Regions from separate parts of the Mus musculus genome. Here region 2 is linked to region 1. The links are chromatin contacts, called in public promoter capture Hi-C maps. All regions are on one chromosome and are shown on one strand. Each heading gives the region's core, a stretch centred on a gene start, on an enhancer-like site or on the middle of the called end of the contact. The rest is flanking DNA. Distances are from core to core; before and after follow the strand shown. Region 1 overlaps Fat2 (FAT atypical cadherin 2). Region 2 holds the start of Atox1 (antioxidant 1 copper chaperone).

Region 1 (5,641 bases), core at 98-2,597:
GAGTGACATCTCTGTGTCTTCCACTCAAGACCTATTGAGAGCCTCTCTGACAAGAACTGGGGATGTGGCTCCAATTGGTAGAGTCTTGCCTAGCACGCATGAAGCTCTGAAGTCTATTCCCAGTACTGCATAAACCCCATGTGAGGATGCACACCCAGCACGCAGGAGATGGAGGTGGGGGATGGGAACTTTGAGGTTGTCCTTGGCTGCATACTGAGTTGGGATGTATCCAGCCTGGGCAACATGAGGTCTTAAAAGAAGCTCTCAGAACAAGAGTCAGGTCAAAGCTGATCGAGGATGTATTAGTGTGCAGTGGAGCTGAGAGCAAGGCAACCTAACCTACCTGACTGCAGAGCCCTGAGTCCACATGGATATCGCACACTGGCCATCTGTGACTGACTGGACTTTCCAGGTTCAGGTCTCGACAGCCACCAGGGGGGTGTCCCATTGAACAGAGGAGCAGTAGTTGCTGGGTCCCCAAGACTTGTTCTGTTAGCAAGGCCCCTACTGCAGCCATCCCATGTGGTGCTGAGAAATGAAGTCTTGAGCCTTGGACTTTAGACACCCTGGTACTCCATAGCCTTAGTTTCCCTATCTTTATATTGAGGAGCTTGGGGCTGGTGAGATGGTTCAGCTGGTAAGAGTGTGACACCAAGCTTGATGACTTAAGTTTGATCCCTGGGAGCTACTTGATGGAAGGAGAGAGCTAACTCCCATAGTTGTCCTCTGGCCTTCAAACACATATACAAATAGATTAAATGATGATGATGGTGGTGGTGGTGATAATGATGGTGGTGATGATGGTGGTGATGGTTTTTTTTTGTTGTTGTTGTTTTTTTTTTTTTAAGAATGGGTTTCTCTGTGTAGTCCTGGCTGTCTTAGAACTCACTGTGTAGACTAGGCTGGCCTCTAACTCACAGAAATCTGCCTGCCTCTGTCTTCCAAGTGCTGGGATTAAAGGTGTGCACCATCATGCCCAGCTCAAAGATCTTTTTAAAATTTGAACTTGAGGAATATTGGAATCGGAGGCGTTTCTCCAAAATAGTGTTCTGGCCCCGCCCAGACCTCTGACGTCATGTCTAGTTAAGCTCTAGAGTCTAGCTTAGCAGGTGTCAGAGTGATAAACCCTTCCAGCTCCTGGATTCTTTATGAACCTGGACTTGGACACTCTCTTGACATGGCCCTGACCCAGCCTGAAGTGCTCTAAGCGACACAGAAAATAACAGTAAAAAAAAAGATATTTATTGTTAAAAAAAAAAAATCAAATGGCCACCAAAGCCACTTGTGCAATCAGTCACACCCACAGTCACACATGGTCGACAAATGCACCCGCCCACACAGCAGTCTTTCTGAACAGCTCTGTGGGTGGGAGTCTCTTCCTCTTGACTTCTAACTCCAAAACCACACACGTGAAAAGGCAGCGGACCAGAGAGGGACTGGCAGAGGACAGAGTGTTCAGGCCACTACAGGCCTCCCTGGCTTCCAGTCTCTGTCACTCCCAGCTACATAACTTTCTACGCATGTGCACATGCACACAGTCCGTGGGTGCCCACACTGATCCTCCATGCATAGGGCTGAGTCAGTGGGGGTAACACTTGATTGGCAGGCGTCTATGATGAAGGGAAGGGAGAAGGCAGGGTGTCTGGCCTGGATCTGCTGGCTGAATCTCCACCTCTACCTGGTCCTGGATGGCAGTTGAAGTCCTTGTGTCTAAACAAGAAGAAACCCTTTTGGGAAAACACATCCAGACAGCAAGGTTGAAAAGTGCCTAAGAAGTTTTCAAATGAACTACATCCTTCTTGTTCTTGGCTAAAAGTGCCTGGGACGTTTGGGACAATTAACTCAGCATTCGGAGAGATCTGAATTCTTCTGCGCAGAAGGTTTCAGGCAGGATCCCACCGGCAGAGGGGGAACAAGTCCTGAAGCTTCAAGAACAAGACTTCCAGAAGATGGAAGTCCATGTGACTCAACTTCCAAGAATGTTCTTGTTGCCAGTGCCCAGAACAATGCTGACATATGACACTTGGCATAGATGTCCCAAAGGTACACACAAAGCAGATACTCGGGTGACTGTAGTACCTGCTTACAGGCTGCTTACTCTTCAGCCCCTTAGGAGACCACTGCACGGATCTTAGAAGGTCCTGGTCTCTTCTCCACAGTAGATGCATGCATGGTTGCCTACTGGGCACAAACCTGCCTGCCCCATGATGGGCCTGTGAGAAGCTGTAAGAATGTGGCCCAGACACGTTGAGCTGGTGGTTGGAGCTCTTTCTTGCTGGGGCTGGGAGCTGGCGGATCTGAGGGATTACCCTCCTAGTTCTCACCCCAGTGTGCACCTGTCTGGGCACCTCCTCTTTCCTGGGGCCCTACCGCCATTTTTACAGCTCTACCTTCAGCTTCCCTCCACCCTCAAGGACAAGCTGGGGACCTGAAGAGCACATTTTAAGAGATGGACATCTGGGCTGGGGATGTGCTGGCCTCCCTTCTTCTCTCAGCCACACCCAACTCACTTCCCATGACATTGGGAGACAGTGTGGGGCCAGGGCTTCCCCCATGCTTTCCTCTGAGAGCAGAAAGCTAGAACATGACTTCCTCGCAACTTCCATAGTCACTCTCTACCATATCTGAGCCCTCGTAGTTGGGAGGAGCTCGAGGTTGGCTCCGTCCTGGGGCAGGCCCACCATTCACTTCACAGTCAGCATAGGATGGCCCAGCTCTGCTGAGGCGCATGCTCACCCCCTTATAGCCCCCCTCTGCCAGGCATGGCCCACCCCCTCCCTGGCGGAACTGTGAATGGTAGTAGCTGATAGCTGTATACTCATTGAGACAGGGGGCAAGCAGATGTTCCCGGGGGCTGGGAGGCCGTGGAGGTATCAGATCTTCCAGGTTCTGGTTGCTGTAACGGGGTGGGAGGGGTGCCCGCTTGTTTTCCAGTTCCAGGGGGAAAGGGAAGCCCCCATAGAGCCCAGCGGGATCTGGCATCACGGCGGGACTAACATGGCGTCGAGGAGAGGGTGGCAGAGGTCCCTGCATTGCTTCAGGATGTGGATATTCCCAATGCTCCTTCCGGGAGTAAGTTGGAGGCCAGACTGCAGCTCCACTTGGGTATACTGAAAGAGAACAGTAAGACTTGGTGAGGTCTGTGTTTCCATGGTGCATTCTAGCAAGCTGTACAGGGGCTATCAATGACTTGACATTTGGTAGGGATGGCTCGGGGAGTTGGTGGGCATATGACCTATCTGTACATGTCGTCTCTGGAAGCTGAGATGGATCTACAATCCAGTGAAGGTAAATTGAAGCCTGAGGTTAAACTCAATGCCAGCCCATCTTGTGACTCTCCACTGCCAACCCGTGTCGGTGAGAAGGGAGGTCTAGGGAGAACCATAGACAGTTCTCTACCATCCACACTTCCGTTAGACAGCTGCAGTTGAGAGTATAATCTCAGAATGGAAGGAAATGGATGCACACTGTGGACTTGGTGATGGCTTAGTGCCTGTCATAGGAGGTGATGGGATGAGAGGAGGCTTGGAAGGAGTCCCCTTATCCCACACCCATCTCTGCCAATGACAAGTTGAGATTTAGAGCAACTCATTTCATCTTTATGGCCTCGGTGACATGCCATGACAATACCTGTTGTAACTACTGGAGAACATACTAGAAAAAATAGAAGGCACTTTACAAATATACTCCTTCTGAACCAAAGATGAAAGGGGCTGTAGTTTCCTTCTCTGGGCCAGCTAAATCTCACTTCCAGATTGGACTGCTAGAACTTTTTCCATCTCCAGAACAGCACAAGGGTGCAGACATCCCCACTTTATTCCCAAGTCCACCCAAGACCATCAAGTCTACGTTTCATGACATGAACATTAATCAGTCCTATGGTGTGATTTGGAGTTTAGAGGACCGTGTGATGGAACAGACACGATGAGCTGCAAACTCTGGGTCAAGGGACTTAGCATCTTCTCCAGTCATCTATGCACTGTGACCTGGAATGCATCCCTACATGCCCAATACCCAGAGATTGGTTTGATCAATGGTTGTTCCATTGTATACCAACGTATATACCAATGGAGTATTTCAGGCTTCCACCCACTTCCATGCATCCCTGAGCCATGGGACTTCTGGCTATACTGACCCAGCTCCTCGCCTGACCAGGTTCTCTTGATGATGGGCTCGTGGCCAGGGTGGGAGGAGACTACAGCTGGTGGGAGCCTGGGAGGCACACTGCACACCATCGGCCGCTGTTTGGAGCTAGGTCCAAAGGTGACAAGTTCATTTGGAACTGAGGTCTTACTGGGCTCCAGTTGGTTTAAGTCATTGCAGGAGCCGGCGTTAAGGGGATCGAGCTCAATGGCAGGTGAAGCTTGGGTGTCGACACCAATGCTCCTGGCTAGGAGGTCTGGATCCTCCATGGCCACTGGCTTGTGAGACTTGCAGCGACGGCAGTAGAGGAGGAGTCCCACGGTGGCAATGATGAGGAGAGGTAAGGCTACTATGATTACCAGGAACTCCTGCTGTCCCCAGTCCCCTCTCTTAATCTCAGGAGTGATGAGACAGTGTCCTCCAGAACAACCCCTTGCTTCCATCTCACACCTGCAGAGATTGAGAAGTACTTAGCAGAGTCTTAAAGGTCCCTCTTTAAAAAAAATATTTAATGCATGAATAATTTGTCTGCGTGTATGTCTGTGCACCGCATGTGTGTCTGATGCCCTTTGAGGCCAGAAGAGTTGGAATAATATCCTACAGACCATTCGTGAGCCACCATGTAGGGGGTGGGAATTAAACCCAGCTCCTCTGAAAGAGCAACAAGTGCTCTTAAGCACTGAGCTATTTTTCCAGCCCCATGGGATAGAGGTCTCACCCCCAAACCTGTGACTTTACCACTCCCACTCTTGTGTGTGTGTGTGTGTGTGTGTGTGTGTGTGTGCAGTCTGAGGCTCAGTACTGGGAGACGCTATCTCACAAGAATAAGACAGAAGGCAATAGAGCAGAACACTAGACATCCTCCTCGGGATACCTCATATTATTGGGTGCATGTGCCTCCACATATGCAAATATGCATACAAGTATACATGTGTGTATGAGAAAGGTTCTCCCACCCCAGCTGAGCCCCAACTATCTCTCAGTGCTTAGAATTTCACCACAAGGGCTTTGTTCTGCAATGTAAATGCTGTGTTCCGTTCCCCAGGTTCCTTTTAAAACACAAACACCACTTTCCTGACCTGCTCCCACGTACTCTCCAATGACCCTGATGCATACCATTTTACATCAGAGCAGGCAGGGAGCAGGATAGTAATGATGGCTGCCGAGGACTCGAGTCATTGAAATACTGGATAAACTTTCCCTCTCTTGGCCTCAGTTTCCCATCTCCAAAACAGTGGGAAGACTATGCTATTGACTTCCCTTCCCTTCCCTTCCCTTCCCTTCCCTTCCCTTCCCTTCCCTTCCCTCCCCTCCCCTCCCCTCCCCTCCCCTCCCCTCCCCTCCCCTCCCCTCCCCTCCCCTCCCCTCCCCTCCCCTCCCCTTTCCTTTTTAAAGATGGTATGTCTTAGTCCAGATTGACCTTGAACTACTCTGTATGCATAGATAATTTGTATGGGGGTTGTTAAGGAAGGGGACACATTCCAGAAATCACTAGGCC
Region 2 (5,603 bases), core at 2,748-5,247, 210 kb after region 1:
TCGCATACACATAATGAGCTGTCTTGGGGATAGAACGAGTCTAAACATGAATCATATTTATGTACACAGACGAAAGGTAATTTCATGCAATGTTGTGAATGAACCATGTTTGGGCACCTTGTGGCATCAGGCCCCCGGCTAGTCTGAAACTGCGTTTATGGTCACAGACTCACAGAGATCTGCAGGCCTCTGCCATCTCAGTACTAGGATTACTTTAGTATTTAATCCAAGCACTTGGGAGGCAGAGGCGGGATTAAAGTCATGCATCGCTATATCCAGCATACTTTTTTTTTAATTATGTCTATGTGTATATGTGTGTGTGCCTTCATGAGTTTATGCACACCAGGTATGTGCAGGACCTCACAGAACTCAAAGGAGGATATAGCATCCTCTGGAACTGGAGTTAAAGCTAGCTATGAGCTGCTATGTGATGGTAGGAATATAGACATGGGCCCTCTGTAGTTCCTTTGTGAAGATTAGGAATCAGCAGTTAAGAACTCATACTGTCCTTCCAAAGGACCCAAGTTTGGATCCCAGTGTCCCCATTAGCAGGCTCACAACAGCCTGTAACTATAACTCCAGGGGGATCTGATGCCTTTTTATGGACCCCACAGGCACCCACACTCATACCCACATACCCACACATTGACACAGGTATATGCATATAATTAAAAAAATAAAAAAACTGGGGGGGTGTGGGCTCATGTCTTTAATCCATGCACGCTGGAGGCAGTGGCAGGCAGATCTCCAAGTTTGAGGCCAGTCCAGTCTACAGAGTGAGTTCCAGGATACACAGGAAAACCCTGTCTCAGAAGCAAAGCAAAAAATAAAAAAATAGGGCTAGACTGATGGCTCAGTAGTTAAGACTGCTTGTACTCTTCCAGAGACCTGAGTTTCCCGAACCATGTTGGATGTTACAGTTACCACTGTAATTCCCACTCTCAGGGAATCTGAAGCCCTCTCTTATGGTCTCTGTACACAAGTGGCATGCGCGCGCGCACACACACACACACACACACACACACACACACACAAATAAAATTAAAGCTACAAGATAGTACGTAGCAAGTAAATTACAATTATTCACTTATTTGCATGTGGGAGTGTGTGCCAGGGATGTCAGAGGCCATCAACCTGACCCATCCTGCAACCCTCATGTTCCCTTTTCTGCAGTATTTTTCTAGCTTGAAAAGAGAAGCATTCATTTCCTTCTGCTCAGGATTCACTAAGGTGATGAGGTCATGGGTGTGAAGGCCCTAGGGGAGAGAGGCTTTCTTTGCTCCAGGCAAATCTTAGCATAGCTCCACAAGCTACTCTCAGAAGAAGCTCTGAAATGGAGTTTCAGAGGATAATTTTTTGCTGCTCAAGGAGCTAAAGTCAACAGTTATCTGAGCTCCAAACTGAGGACCACGGCAGGAAAGGACTTCTTTCACAGCACAGAGGTCAGAGGTCAGGGGTCCGCTCCAGGAGGCCGATGTTCCAGCTCAGAGCTCCCTACCTCTGCCTACACATTGTGCAACTAAACATGATGACACAGAGTTGGCTTAAGGGACAGGGTGATCCAGTCTTCACAAGGGTATTCCCTAAACTGCTCCACCTTCTGGGTGTCTCGCCAGGGCCACTAGACCCCAGGATCCTTTCTTTAGGTCTTGGGTTTGAGGCTCAGTGACAGAGCACATACATTGTATACACAGGCCCTGGATTCAACACCTAGCACCACAAAACAAAACCATAAGCCAGGTGTGGCAGCTCACTTCTGCAAACCCAACCCTTGAGAAGCTAAGGCAGAAAGATTGCTATGAGTTTAAGAGTCATCCTGGGCTAGGTATTCACTTACAGCCAACCTGGGCTATGGTGATGTTTGGTAACGATAATAACAAAATGAATCCTCATAAGTATAATATATATTGTTATACTACATATTGTTGTATTACTATATTATATATATTAATTACTTCAGAAAGCCAGTAAGTGGTATGATTCTTTTATAGACACTAGAACTGGAAGAGTGAGAATAGAGGGGGAGTAGGAGGGGGAGGAGAAAGAGGAAGAGGAGGACACTATTCCTCTAGAGGACGCTGAGTCTTTGAACACTGGTGTCTTAGAGTCCTGTTTACTAGTATCTGCACATCTCTGATGTGCCCGACTCTCTCACACCTTGTTACACTGTCTCCTTTATGTCTCCTTTAATCGCTACAATGATTCAAAAAGCCAGGAAACTCTACCTTGTGAGAGATCAGAAGGCTGAAGCTCCGGGGTTAAATACTGACCCCAGGAGACACAGCTCATGAGTAGGAAGGCCTAGGCTGGAGAGAGGACACAAGACTTGAACTTTTAACCAGTGAGACCCATGTTAAATTGGAGTGGAAGCCTGCCTACCCAGTTCTACCCCACTCGACCTACATCAACATAAGAGTCACTACTCCTTGGGGACAGATGGGTCACTAGCTGTGTTAAATATGATGATATAACTCCAGTTAATACCAACCTCAGTCCTGAAAGGTCTGTTTTCAGTCCTGATTTTACAGATGAGGAGACAAAGGCTCAGAGAGGCAGAACAACTTGCCTGAGGCTGCCCAGCTGGCAAGCCAAGGGCAAACTTTCAGGTTTCTGGGTTAAGCTTTGGTCTGCAAACTATCTTGGGTAAGACTTACTTCCCTGGCTAGATTGGAGGTAGCACTTGACCAATACCTCCCTGCACTTAGCAATTTGTCTTGATAAGGTGCCTGTTCATCTCCCATTAAATCCTGTGTCCCCAGAGGCAGACACAGAACAGAGAGGCCCTCAAGCTATTTTTTTCCTTCACTGCTGCCCTCTGAAGAGCAGCCGGGCAGCCTCCACTCTGGAATCCTGAGGTCACCAAGGAGTCTGTCACATGGACTAGCTTGACTGGCAGGATGGACTTTACCAAGTTTTTTTTTTTTTTTTGGTCTGTGCTTTGTGCAGACAGGGTCTGAAGACAATGGGCAGGAACCACAAGAATGACACCTGAGAGGTTTAAGGATTTGTACCAGGAAGAAGCCTCAGGTTCATTCCCAGAAGATAAGCTGCTAAAACACAGAATACTCCTGGGAGACCTCTGGGTTGAGAGGCACTGGGAGGAAAATGCTCTCCACTCCACAACTCTAGACCAGCATCTCCGGAACTCAGTTGAGATTAGAGCTTGCCCCCAAACAAGTACAACTGGTTTTGCCCAGCACTTCCCAGGTGGTCTGGCTCCATCTTGTATCCTACCTACCTAGCTAGCTCCCAACAATAAACGCTTTCCAGCAAGCACTGGGGTTTTTCTTCTCTTCTTGTGTAATGTGCCAAGGCCTCATGTAAGGCCTTCATTTTAAATTAAGCAATGAGACTAGAAGCCGCCATGCAAAGGAGTGGGGTGATTTCAAAGGCAAGATAAGCGCTGCTCTCGGCTCCTTAAACTCTGCTCTGAGCTTTGGGATTCCTGGTTGGGGAAGAAAGTACCCTGTCGGCCCAGTGCTGAAGTGGAAGCAGGGCAGTGTGGGCAGGAGAGATGAACAGAGACATGCTTCTCTGGAAAGCCTGCAGGCGGCAGGGTATGCATGTGGAAAGGCCAGGTACCCGCATTCCTATATGGGTTCTCTGCCCTACCTCCCTGCCTCAGTTTCCCCATTATGCAGAAAAGGATGGGGCTGCCTCTCGAAGACTCTCTAGGGCGATCCGGAGGCCTGTGTTCTGCACTACACTGCTCTCTGCAGCTTTCCGGAGGGTCCCGAAGCCGGAGGACCGTGCGGAAGGTAAACTGAGAAACGACTGCAGCTCTGGCCACGGCCTGCGCCCTGACAGCAGCGTCGGGCTCGGAAACAGTGCATCCGGGCTGGAGACAGAAGTTCCCGCGGGTCGAACGGCCACTTACCGGCATGACTGACGCGGCACACACGGGCAGTGGCAGCGGCGACGACGACTGGAACTCCTCTCCCGGACACCAAAGCTGCGCTTCCGGAGAGCGCTCCTGAAAGCCCCGCCCTCAGGCCAACCCATCCTTCGGCCAGGCCCCGCCCTAGGGCTGGGCTCCACTTATGCCCCGCCTCTTCCGGGGCTAGCTTCGTCAAGGCCCGGCCCTTTGAGGAAGGATCTGCTAAATTCCCTGTCCCTTCCGGTCCAGTTAGAGCTAGGTTCCTCCCTTGGGCTGGCCTCCTCTTGCTTACCGTGCCTTTCGATATGAATATTTCACTAGGTCCCGCCTCTCTTTTGGGTTAGGTCACGCCCCTCCGGACGCGGAAAGGCCAGGCTTTTTTGAGGTCAAGCTAAGGCTATCTTGTGGAGGCCAGACCTGCGTTTTCTGCTGGGTCATTTCTGAAACAGGGCTAGGGAATGCAAGGCCAAGGCTCTGGGAATAAAAGATCTGGCATCTCCCTAAAGGGACCATCTCTCTTGCTTACCACTCAACTCAGTCCCTAAACTACAGTGGCCTGACCTAGGGCGCCAGGCCTGTTGACCCGGATACTAACGTGGCTGAGGCAGAAGATTTCTGGGTTCAAGGCTTACTGCGGCTGCAAAGTTCAAGGGCATCCTGGACTTCTTGAGACCCTTTCCTGAAAAAACATATTAAAAAAGAAATCCAAATTTAAGGCACATAGTAGATAAATTCACAACTGTAATCCCAGTGCTTGAAAAGTTGAGGCAGAGCTGGGCCAGGTGGTGGTCATGCCTTCCTTCAATCCTGGCCCTCTGGAGGCAGAGGCAGGTGGATCTCTTAAGTTCAAAGCCAGCCTGGTCTACAGAGCAAGCTCCAGGGCTATGCAAAAAACAAACAAACAAACAAACAAACAAAACAAAACAAAAAACCCATGAGACTGCGTCCTTCCCACCCAATTATGGCAGCCCCAGTAAACCGAGTTACTGCATGGGTAACTGACACCCATGAAGAAGATTGGCTTCCTCAAGAGTGCCAGAAGGACCAACCGACTGGATCTATCTCCTCTACCAGCCATTTGTGTCCTTGAGCTGGAGGCTGAGAGGAGATCCCTAAACTAAGTAGGCAATCTGCCATTTTGTGTGTCAGGATGGGTTCAGTCTGAAACCATGCTATAATTTGAACATAAAAGTTATAAGAAGTTGGCTAACAGGGGAAAGCCTAAGAATCTAAGACTAGCTGGATGGGGTAAGGGTGGCACACATGTGTCTATAAACAAGCATTCCCGGGGCTGGCGAGATGGCTCAGTAATTAAGAGCGCGCCGACTGCTCTTCCAAAGGTCCCGAGTTCAAATCCCAGCAACCACATGGTGGCTCACGACCATCCGTAACGAAATCTGATGCCCTCTTCTGGGGTGTCTGAGGACAGCTACAGTGTACTTACATATAATAAATAAATAAATCTTAAAAAAAAAAAAAACAAGCATTCCCCCTACACTCCAGAGGCTGAGGCAGGGGATTTATGAATTGGAGGCCAGTCTGAGCCTCATGAGAACCTGTCTTAAATAAAATGAACTAAAATAAAATAAATGTAAGAACATAATAGGCTGGGCGATGGTGGTGCACGCCTTGCTCCCAGCACTCGGGAGGCAGAGGCAAGCGGATTTCTGAGTTTGAGGCCAGCCTGGTCTACAGAGTGAGTTCCAGGACAGCTAGGGCTACACAG

What was found. Promoter capture Hi-C pulls out the DNA fragments that hold promoters and counts their contacts.
Region 2: a contact with region 1 is called in a promoter capture Hi-C map of hippocampal neurons, with 2.2 times the contacts expected there. The contact joins the promoter of Atox1 here to the enhancer-like site in region 1. A contact is called at or near these places in 2 of 39 promoter capture datasets (cranial neural crest and hippocampal neurons), 10 of 484 Hi-C or Micro-C datasets (the CH12 cell line, brain, cardiomyocytes and 7 more), 2 of 115 datasets of contacts at active chromatin or transcription factors (bone marrow-derived macrophages and embryonic stem cells) and 1 of 9 other capture datasets (liver).

The regions. Positions count from the first base shown.
Region 1 is chr11:55,249,389-55,255,029 of GRCm38.p6, forward strand. Fat2 (FAT atypical cadherin 2) reads right to left here. Exons shown (of 23, transcript NM_001029988.2): 22 at 4,136-4,593; 23 at 1,222-3,110. The coding sequence ends at 2,578. Among named protein-coding and RNA genes, the nearest start is that of Slc36a1, 48 kb to the left of the region's middle. Within about 2 kb of position 1,348, at least 7 of the 459 cell types and tissues checked have an H3K27ac peak or open chromatin away from gene starts, as enhancers often do. A contact at or near this core is called in hippocampal neurons, where this site is marked.
Region 2 is chr11:55,457,211-55,462,813 of GRCm38.p6, forward strand. Atox1 (antioxidant 1 copper chaperone) reads right to left here and starts at 3,998. Exons shown (of 4, transcript NM_009720.3): 1 at 3,878-3,998. The coding sequence starts at 3,883.